Regions from separate parts of the Gossypium hirsutum genome. Here region 2 is linked to region 1. The links are chromatin contacts, called in public Hi-C maps. All regions are on one chromosome and are shown on one strand. Each heading gives the region's core, a stretch centred on a gene start, on an enhancer-like site or on the middle of the called end of the contact. The rest is flanking DNA. Distances are from core to core; before and after follow the strand shown.

Evidence for each region. Hi-C and Micro-C count contacts between places; a contact is called where the count stands out from the background.
Region 2: a Hi-C map of leaf shows a contact between it and region 1, with 2.3 times the contacts expected there. The contact joins two enhancer-like sites. A contact is called at or near these places in 2 of 34 Hi-C or Micro-C datasets (both in leaf).

Annotation. Positions count from the first base shown.
Region 1 is chrA11:66,630,093-66,635,850 of Gossypium_hirsutum_v2.1, forward strand. It overlaps the pseudogene LOC107901129. Among protein-coding and RNA genes, the nearest start is that of LOC121210611, 79 kb to the right of the region's middle. Within about 2 kb of position 3,254, at least 7 of the 9 cell types and tissues checked have an H3K27ac peak or open chromatin away from gene starts, as enhancers often do. A contact at or near this core is called in leaf, where this site is marked.
Region 2 is chrA11:66,913,818-66,919,575 of Gossypium_hirsutum_v2.1, forward strand. No RefSeq gene overlaps it. Among protein-coding and RNA genes, the nearest start is that of LOC107901118, 22 kb to the right of the region's middle. Within about 2 kb of position 3,669, at least 1 of the 9 cell types and tissues checked has an H3K27ac peak or open chromatin away from gene starts, as enhancers often do. A contact at or near this core is called in leaf, where this site is marked.

The DNA.
Region 1 (5,758 bases), core at 2,004-4,503:
GAAAGAAGAAAATTTTCTTTAGTTTCCTCTCCATTTTTGTGCATTATTCTTGGGGTAAGTAGTGACTTTTCATTTGAATTTTTATGGATTCTTAGCTTATGATATTAGATAGTTTAAACTATTTGTTAGATTTTGAAATTGTTAAATTTTATTAAGATAATCGTGGTTGAATGCTTGAAGTTAGATAGAGATGATGATGTGAACTTTGGAGAAAAAGGTTGTTTATTGATAGTTTGAACTCCCTAGAGCATAGTTATGAAGTCAGATTTATATTCGAACAGGAGAGTTGTAAAAACACGAGAATTTCAGATATTGGGATTTTTAAGAGACTTAAATGAAAATAGCATTCATATTTGATGTTAATTGTTTCTATATTTGATTGTGAAATTAATGACGTTTTCGTAAATGAATTATTGTATGCATCTAAAAATGATGATGGGACATCGAAGGCAAAAGGAAAAGAGAAAACGAACACCAATAAAAAAAATTCTATTTTATACTCGTATATACTTGTAATTTTTTTCGTTTTTCACCCACCATTTATACCTATATTTTCATGAGTATTTTTACAAATACATATTGGTGTCGTCTGACAGAGTGGTGTTACCAATATTTAAAAAATAAGCATAATGTTTGTTGCATGATTGGTCAAAAAGTAAGGTAATGTCGCTGATGTGTCAAGTGACACCGATGAGCAATGTAACAAACAATCCATTTTTAAAAAATATTTTCTCTTCCCATTTAGGTAATTAATTAATTTTGTTAATATTATTTTTATAATAAAAAACCTTAAATTTAAATTGTTTTCACTTTACATTTAAATTCATGTTGTGCTGCATTCATTTTGTTTTAAATTAAATTTGTTCCATACTTGCTTCACAATAATCGTATTATTTAATTTTCAAATTTTAAATTTAAATTCTTTCTATCAAAATACAATATATCCTACTACTATATCTCTCTTAATTTATCTCCTAACTTAAACTCTGAAAAATCACTGACAGTTTGAAAGCTACGTATCTGTTTCTCTCATGAATGGCAGGAATTCTTTTAAATTATACCAATAGACTTATCTTTTAGATAGCCATGGTAAATGGAACTTAAAAGTTGAAACCGTCCACGTGTTTTTATTTACTTATTTTGGTTACAATTATTGTATGCATATCTTTTTTTTTTTCATAAATTATAAATCGGTCAATCGTTGACATATACAAAGCATTGTTTTGCCCATCCCTAGTAGGAATATAATCTTCTGTGTTATATCTGTGGAAGTGGAACCATCACCAGTCAAGATAACATCAGAAGCTGTACGTATCCCGGTGCTTGTTTTCTGGCAATTTCATGGCATTGGTCAGTGTTTTTGAAGCTGTCTTGGCTCTCATTTGCTTTCTGTTCCTCTGCTGCTTGAGAAATAAGAATCGATCTCCAAAGAGCTTTCCAATTGTTGGGATGCTGCCTGAGCTTATCCTTAACATTCATCGGATTCACGATTGGTGTACTGAGACATTTGAGAGATGCCACTATACTTTTCTTTTCAATGGTCCTTGGTTTGCTAAGATTAACATCGTTGGGACCTGTGATCCTACCAATGTTCACTACATAATGAGTTCCAACTTTAACAACTTCCCCAAAGGACCTGAATTCAAGCAGCTTTTCGACGTCTTGGGAGACGGGATTTTCAATACCGACATGGATTTGTGGAGAAAACAGAGGATGGTTGCTCAAGAATTCATGAGAAATCAGTCGTTTCACAAATTTTTGTTGAGGACTACCCGAGATAAGGTGGAAAAAGGGCTTTTCATGTCATTGACTATGTTGCCAAACAAGGCTTGGTGGTCAATTTAGAAGATGTATTCCAAAGGTTTACGTTTGATACTACGTGCATCTTGGTCACTGGCTACGATCCTAAATGTCTCTCCCTCGAATTCCCTGAAGTTCCTTTCTCTAAAGCCTTGGATGATGTTGAGGAAGCCATATTTTATCGGCATGTCAGGCCACAGAGCTTTATTAAGTTGCAGAGGTGGTTGAAAATGGGACAAGAACAAAAATATAGAAAGGCATGGGAAGTTCTTGACGATATTATGACTAAATATATATGCCAGAAGAGGAAAGAACTGGATACAACGACGAAAGGGTTGGTCTCACAAAATGGTGAAGACGGTGTGGATCTCTTAACATCATACATAGCTGAAGAAAAACCAACAGGTTTGAAATGTGATGATAAGTTCTTGAGAGATACCATTTTGAACATGATGCTTGCAGGGACGGACACCACCAGCTCTGCTCTTACTTGGTTCATTTGGTTGGTCTCGAGGCATCCGATCGTGGAGAACAAGATCATAGAAGAGCTTCAATCAAAACTACCTGCCGAGGAAACCAAAAAGAGGCGGCTATTCAATGCTAAAGGATTTGGTTTATCTACACGGAGCATTATGCGAGGCATTAAGGTTATATCCACCGGTACCATTCCAGCACAAGGAACCTCTCAAACCAGACATACTTCCAAGTGGGCATCCAGTTCATCCAACCATGAAAATATTGTTTAGTTTGTACGCAATGGGAAGGATAAAGTCTTTCTGGGGTGAAGATTGCCTTGAATTCAAACCTGAAAGATGGATTAACGAGAGAGGAAGGATTAAACATGAGCCGTCATACAAGTTCATGTCATTCAATGCAGGGCCAAGGACATGTTTAGGGAAGGATGTGGCTTTCCTTCAAATGAAAGCCGTTGCATCTGCTATAATTTACAACTATCGTACTCATGTATCAGAAGAAACTCCAGTTGTTCCGGCAGTATCCATTATCCTGCACACCAAGAATGGATTGATGGCTAGGATCTCCACCAGATGGGATTAAATGCATCACAACTTGCTTGAAAGTTGAAATCCTATTATATTATCATCTAAATCCTGGGCTTGTTAGTTTTAAGAAGTAATATGTATTTTTCGTCTTTTCTGCTCTGAACGTCTGAATATGATTAAAGATTGTTGTGTAATTTAAAGCCATGAAAAGCATGTAAATAGGATAAACTCGGCTGTTTCCGCTATCCAATTGAAACATTAATCAAAATCCACCACCAAAGGATTATTGTTTGAATTGAGATTTATTGCCACTTGTATGAATGGAAATACTGATAATTAGATACATAATTGATAGGAATGGCGATGATGACAGAAGCCTACACTGCTTATGGGCCAAGCCTCGAATGGAAACAAAATGGATAAGTCCCCGTGTCAATCAATCGAAGAGATGTAGATAAGATTAGATCAGATCCCCACTGATCAGAAACTCGAGACGAGACTAATATCACTGCGCTACCCATAAACTCGTCTCTCGTTATCATTAGAGGTCCATTGTCTTCTTTCGTATTTTTCAAGTGAGTGACAGAGAGGAAGCCAAAGCTGCCCGTATGTATGCCCTGTCTTCCTCATAGGTTATTTTAAAAGTTAATTTCACAAACCTCCTCAAATTATACTTTTATTTTAAATTAGTATCAGAATATTTTAATTACATTTCAAACTTTTCATCTTATCTTAATTAGGTGATTCTATTATTAAAATTATTAATTTAATTTTTAAATGATAAGAAAAATCATATATGATATAATTTAAAATAATATTTTTAAATGAATTGTAATCATTCTCTCTCATTTTTATTTTAAATTATATAACATAATATTAATGTATCATTCAAAGTTTTAATAACAAAATAATCTAATTAATATAACAATAATTTTAAAAAAATCGTAATTGTGCAATTATTTTCTTTTAATGAAAGGGTACAACTAGCCTTGGAGCAGTTATAGACTTTTGATATGTGGGAGGCCACATAGATGATTGCGGAAAAATTTTACTCATAAAAGAAATTTAATTTGTACGAAATGACCACCAAAAATTAAAAAAAAATTGTTCATCAAAATTTTAAAAAAATAATTATTTTATAAATGAATTGTTTTATAAAAAATAAATTATTATTTTTCATTAAATTTCAAAAAAATTAATTATTTTATTTTATTTCAACCTTCATCACTTTTTTTTTCAAAATTTTTTATTCTCTCATACAATTTATAATTTTTATAATATAATTGATTAATTTTTCAATATCTTTAAGTAGGCCTCTCTAATTTGGTAATAACTTTTTCAAGTTTTATTGATGAATTGTAGCTTGTGTTGTGAATGATTGAGATTTTTACGTTAGATCTATTTTTTATTTATCAAATGATTTTGAAATATTGATTTTATATGAGATTTTTAATATCTTGAGTGAGTAATAATTTTTAGAGGTTGATTAATACAAATATTTGAAGAAATTAAGATTGATTATCTTTATAGTCATGAATTTCTTGAAAATTTATTCAAAATTTAGCCTTTTTATTTAGAAAATGTTTTCAATAGTGTTATTATTGTGAATATTGTATTTGTGTTCATATTGTGTGACATATTACATTTTCATGACACCAAAAAGTATTTAAAAGATTTTTATTTTTTATGAAAGAAAATTACTAGTATGTTGGCTTCTTGAAAATCTTTTAAGTGTTTAATACTTAGATTTATTTATTTAAAATATTGAATTAAAATGTAAATTATTTTAAATGATAGTCTACTATTAAAGTAGAGAGAGAAAAAATAAGAGGGAGTGAAAATTAAACTCGTATACAAACCAATTAGAAAAAAAAAGTTTAATTAGTTAAGTTGAGTTTTAAAAACAAAAACTTTCCGGTTGATCCACAATTAAGAAACAAAATTACATATCATCATCTAAATGATACAAACAATCTATAAGTGAAATATTTTTCAAAAACTGCTTTATCAACCTCACAATAACATTTTTTTTAAAAAAAAAATAATTGTTGATTAATATTATACATTAGTTTAGACTATCTTTATAATCATTTCAAAATTTTATCACACAATTTAAATTTTCTCGTTCCGTCCATGCTTATTCACACTTTTAGTGAAGTGAACCAGTGACTGCAGCTTATCCTTGTATTTTCTGTTATGTACTGCTATCTAATATATGATGATCTGAAACTTTATATATTGTTGTGGGACGATGAAATTTGTTTCAAAGTGGAATGGGTGAATTGTGAAGATTTTAACGTCAACTTCCTAATGGCATTGTCAATGTGGCTCATGGGTTGATTATTGATTCAATTATGCATGATAAGATTGCTGGATGGCTGACTTCAGTGCTGAGACAATTTTGTTTTGTTTTGTTTCCTTTTTATTTATTTGGCTATGTACTGTGATTTTGGGATGTATTTTTGGATTTGATGTTGTTGAGCTTGAAAGATTTGTGTTGTTAGAAGGAGTTTATCCTCTGCTTCTCCAGCTTTTGGGCTAGTTGGACCTTCGGGTTCTTTTATAATAAACTAGGATTATTCAGGGTATAAAACAATTAATTAAATAATTATTTATAAGTTGTAATAATATTTATATTAAAATAATTATAAAAGTTAAATTTATGATAATTTATTAGGATAGGGCACAACTTATAATTGGCGAGGATCAACTCTTTTAAATATAAAGTTTAAAAATGTTAAAATATATCTTGTATGAAATAATAACTAAAGCTTTTATCAAAACATATGTTTTATAAAGGATCGAACCATTTTACTTCATCTCCATCTTTATATTGTAAAAAAAAAAGTGTGAAATATTTATTAGATTAGATAAGAATTCTAAACAACATTAATTAAATAAATGTTTGTACCAACACCTTTCTAATAAATCATTTTAAGAAAAAAAATTTAAAAATG
Region 2 (5,758 bases), core at 2,419-4,918, 280 kb after region 1:
TTGAATTGGTGTTATGTTTTGTTGCGTAGGTGTGTGCATAAAAGGGCGATAAAATGGCTTGGTAAATAGCCTTGTTTTTTTCCACACGGGTAGACACATGGCCGTGTGTGACATAAAGCTTGCCCCATGGGCGTGTGTTCCAGTCGTGTGTCCCCTGCACGTTAATCGTTACAAAATAGAATGCTCAGAATTGAGCATAGGGGCGTGTGTCTCAACCATGTGGACGACACGGCTCTAGGCACGGGCGTGTGCCCTGGGCGTGTGAAGTCTACACTTATTTTATGAAAAATTATGAAAATTAATTCGACCACACGACCTAGCACACGGGCGTGTGACTTGGCCGTGTGTCTTCAATTTGTTCTTAGGTGACAAATAGAGAGTTACACGGGTTAGGGACACGGGCGTGTCCCAAAGCCACACAGGTGTGTGTCCCTTGTTTAGTGAAAATTTTTCTAAGTGTTGTAAAACTTTCTAAAGTTCTTGGTTTAGTACTGAACAATTTCCAATGTATGTTTTGGGCTTTGTGGGCTCGTTTTAGGGACGATATGAATGTATATGAAAATTTTTAAATTTGGATGGAAATTTATATCTCGGTTTTGTATGATTGCTTATGTATAAGTCCGGTAATGCCTCATACCCTGTTTCGGCATCGAATACGGGTAATGGGTGTTACATGCAGGACCCTATTTGTTTCGAGAAAGCGTAAACAATCATCAGAATTCAACATTCAATCGGGACTTCACACTTGATCACCATTCCAGGCATGTATTAGGTTTCTCATTATAATATTAAAGTAATTTACATCAATGTAAATCACGTTCCATACAACACAATATTCAATTAAACATATTTACATGCCGGATTAAGTTACATGAACTTACCTCGACACTTGTTCACATAAAAGTCTACTAATTCGACATCTTTTCTTTTCCTCAACTAACCTCGAATTAGTGTTGTCCTGATCTATATAAATGAATTTCACCATCAATTTCATACATTTCATATTTAAATGGACTTAACTTACGTCCTAGGCAAAATTACTATTTTTCCCCTAACTTTTTCATAAATTTTGATTTTGTCCCTAGGCCCGAAAAATGAAACTTGTGCAGATTACTCCCTATTCCAAGCCTAACCAAAGCCCCATTACAAATTTTCCAGCACATGTATCCATAAAATTTTAAATTTTTTCATCAAATTTTACAAATTTTCATTTTAGTCCCTAAATCATGTTTTCATTAAAAATCACTTTGTAAAACCAACTTATCTATTAATAATCTTTCATTTTCTACCATAAACTTCTAATTTCCAACATAATACATCCATACCCATTTTCATACCTTGATAACTTTTCAAATTAATCCCTTAAATATAGAGATTAAGCTATCTCGGTTTCGCATTAATACATCAACTAATAATTGATTTTTTTCTCCAAGATTTGGGCGATTTATGTTCTTCTTTTTTCTTTTCATGTGTCTGCCTATTATTCTTTTGATTTTTTTGGAAGTTTTGGGGAATTGAGTGTTGCCCCGTTTAGTGATGAGGCTGGGGTTGAAGCGACAATTCGTACCACCAGGAGTTCCAGTTTAGCGGTGGCATGCTACCCGAGGGTGAAAGGGTGTTCTTTTCGTATTGGTACGTGTTTCGTGCAGTGGCAGACTCGTAGAGGTTATACGAGCGGTTCATTCCTAGTTCGTCAATCTTTTCCTATAGCAATTTTAGAATTGGCTTTGGTGGGATTTTCATCGATATTAACAAGGTTTTGTCATTTTTATTTTGTTTTCTTTATTTTTCTCTTTATTTGTTCTTTTTTTTTTGTATGATTGGTTGCATGGGGTGTTGTACGTCTCCTGCATGGTTTTTTTAATCTTTTGCATGTATGCCATTAATGGCAGACTTATTTTTCTTTGACTTTTCTACGTAATCTGGTTAGGTTTTCTTTTTGTGTTTTTGTGTTAAGGATGCAAGGCTATTAGAAGTATTATTTTTATTTCTATCTTTATTTGTCATTCTTTTACTTTCAAGCTTGTTGTTTTTGGAAGCCTGGGTTTATTAGGAATAGAATACTTGCTTCGTTCTTTTGTTTTCTTGCCCGTTCTCTTCTTCTTGATGCTTGGGGATGGGGTTTTGATTGTGGGTGAATAGTCGTGAAAGGATAAGGTGGGCGTTTGGTTCATTTTTTGGTTCTTTGGGTTTCGCTGCTCTTTTGGTGTGGTGTTTTTCTCGCAGCTTCTTTGGTCGGATTTTCTTTTGGTCCAATGGTTTGCGTCGGGTATCTATCGGTGCGTTACAGTCATGTTTCTTGAAGCGGTGTTGTAGAGACCGAGGCTTTTGTTTTCTTCTTTCTGCCGATGTGGCTATTTTTGTTAAGGGAGTATCATAGAAGTCGATCTCTAATAATGAAGTTCTTGTATTGGAATTGCCGCGGATTGGGGAATTGCGCAAAACTAAGCGAGTTTAAGCAACTTCTCTTTGCGAACAACCCTGATCTTATTTTTCTTAGTGAAACTAAAATGTCTGCTAATGATTTTCGAAAGGTTCAAAATAAATGTAGGTTGCAAAATGGTTTGGTTGTTGACTTAGTGGGCAGGAATGGGGGGCTTGCACTGATGTGGAGGGATGGGATGGATGTTTCTATCCAAAGCTATTCAAAGCATCATATAGACTCCATGGTTAATCTGGAGAACAATAAAAAGATGCGAGTTACGGGATTCTATGGGCACGCAAACCTGAACCTCTGAAGTAACTCATAGAACATATTGCGTAGGGTCGAGGACTTGGTAAGGGAGGATTGGGTGGTTGGGGGAGATTTTACGCTATCTTAAATGACGCTGAGAAAGAAGGAGGGTGCAGGGGGGTAAGGGCGCATATGAATGATTTAAAAAAGGTGATGGATGAGTTGGCTCTGGTAGATATCAAACCAGACAGTGGATGGTTTACTTAGGTCAATAATAGGAGTGGGAGTGGATTGATAAAAGAAAGGATAGGTAGATTCCTTAGCTCGGTTTCAGTGGTTGAAAACTTCCCATTTATTGCTACAAAAGTGGTGAGGCAAACCAGTCCGATCATGATGCAATTCTCCTAGACTTATGGGGCCGTAAACCAAAAGACTTCTCTAATGACCCTAGAATGTGTTTCAAGTTCGAATTGTGCTGGGCGAGTGATAGGGAAGCAGAAAACATTATAGGTGATGCGTGGAACAGGGGTGATACGAAATATGGGGATAAGCTGGATAGGGTTAGGTCGATTCTTGGTCCTTGGCAGCGTAAAAAATATGGACGACTAAAGAGTGAAATGTAAAGACTGGAGGAAAAAATCGATCTGATTATTGATTCAACTAGCAAAGGGGACAGTGTGAAGACTTTAAAGGGAACTCGTAAAAGACTTGATTTTCTTTATGCTAGGGAAGAAAGCTATTGGGCTCAAAGGTCTCAATCAAAATGGCTAAGGGAGGGGGATCGGAACACTCGGTATTTTCATGCTAAAGCTACTGGGAGGTTGAAGAAAAATATTATAGAGAAGCTTAAAGATATGGAAGGAAACTAGGTGACAAATAGCAAGGATATTAGCCATGTGGCTAAAAACTATTTTTGGAGTTGTTTAAGTCAAACGGTCAAAGGGTTAATATACATGAGATGGGTTATATGCGGGAGTGCGTGACCAGAGAGACAAATGATTGGCTTACTAGGGATAATACTGAGGACGAGGTCTGCCAGGCCATTAAGCAGATGGACCCAAATAAAGCTCCTGGCATTGACGGACTCTCGGCAAATTTTTTCAAACATCACTAGGAGATTGTGGGAAGCGACACTATTAACTTCTGCTTGGATGTCCTTAACGGGAACAAAAATATTTCTAACCTTAATGAAACTATGATCATTCTAATTCCTAAAACGAGAGATCCAAGTGAGCTGACTAATTTCCGTCCTATAAGTTTATGCAGGTTTATCTACAAGATTATCTCGAAGACTTATGCCAATCGCCTAAAAGTGGTTCTTCCTAGCTGCATCAGTCAAAATCAAAGTGCCGTCGTGCTGGGGAGGATGATACTTGACAATATTCTTATTGCGCATGAGCTCATTCACTATCTTTAAAGCTCTAAAAATGGCCCCAACAAAGGGTTCGTTCTCAAGCTCGATATGAGCAAAGCATACGACCGCGTGGAATGGGACTTTATTGAAACCATTATGAAGAAGATTGGATTCGATGAGAAGTGGATTGTCAACATTATGAATTGCGTCTGTTCGTCTGTTCGGTTAAATATACGATTAAATGTAATAATGTTTTATTGGATATTATTATCCCCGAGAGGGACCTCCGTCAAGGGGACCCCCTCTCCCCTTATTTATTTTTATTCTGCATGGAAGCATTTTCGAGAATGCTTATCCAAGCTCAGGATAATAATATCCTAGGAGGCATCCGAGCCAGTAGAAATGGTCCTAGGATAAATCACTTATTTTTTGCCAATGACGCGCTTCTATTCGTGAGAAATAAAAAGTGTGATGTTGAAATGTTGGTTAATATGTTTAATATTTTTTCTAACATTTCAGGACAGGAGATTAATGTTGAAAAGTCAATGGTTCTATTTAGTCCCGACACTCTTAGAGCTCAAAGAAACATCTTCAGTGATCTTCTAGGCATGACGGTGGTGGAAAACCTAAACAACTACCTGGACCTTCCCATTCCAATCAGAAAGAAGAAAGCAACGGCCTTCAAAGAGACTAATAATAGATTGTCTTGCAGAATCAATAGCTAGACCAAGAGGCCACTCTCTTTTGGTGGCAAAGAAGTCTTCATCAAAGCGGTTCTACAATCTATACCCACGTATGCACTGTCGATTTTCTTAGCTCCCAAAGGAGTGATCGGGGACATCCAAGCTAAGCTAAGTAAAACATGGTGGCGAGAAAAGACAAAAGCAGATTTTGGACTATGGTCCTTTGGAAGATTCTATGCAAACCGAGGGGCATGGGAGGTCTGGGAATTAGAGATGTTCGGCTCTTCAATTGGCTCTATTAGGACGTCAAGTATGGAGGCTTATAAACAACAAAGATTCCCTATGTTTTAAAGTTCTGTCTTTGAAATACATCCCTGAGGGTAATATTTTTAAAGCCAAGAAAGTGGACAAAGCTTCCTTTACTTGGTCTAGTATTGCGGCAGCGACAGAAGCTCTTAGAGACGGATATGGGTGGCAGGTGGGGAATAGAGAAATGGTAAATATCATGGTTGGCAGCTGGGGAATGGAAGGCCTAAATGGGGAAACAATTAGAAGAGACAGGTTCAACCAAAATGTAAGGAGTGTGTGTGGCTTAAGGGTAGGAAAAGCTGGAATGTTCAGAAAGTTAAAAGTGTGTATGGGCCTGATTAGGGAGATAAGGTTTGCAACATACCACTAAGGGACGAGGGCCAAGTTGATAAAGTTATTTGGTTCCACAACCCTCACGGATGCTTTACCTCAAAGTTTGCTTACTCATGGTTGCTGTTGAAAGAAATGGGGTATGGCCTGTACAGATTTTTTTGGAAAGCTCTATGGAAGCTTGATACATTACCGAAGGTTCGGGTCTTTACTTGGTGTGTGGGGCATGAGATCCTCCCGACGAACGAAAAGATTGCTTCTGTTAGAAACGACTTTGACAAGGGATGCCCAAGGTGTAGAGTTGAAACCGAGACACTACTACACGCATTAAAAGACTGCCCAACATCTCGTAGGGTTCTCTCTTTAGGTGGATGGTCCGATATCACTATTTCAAAGGAGTATGATCAA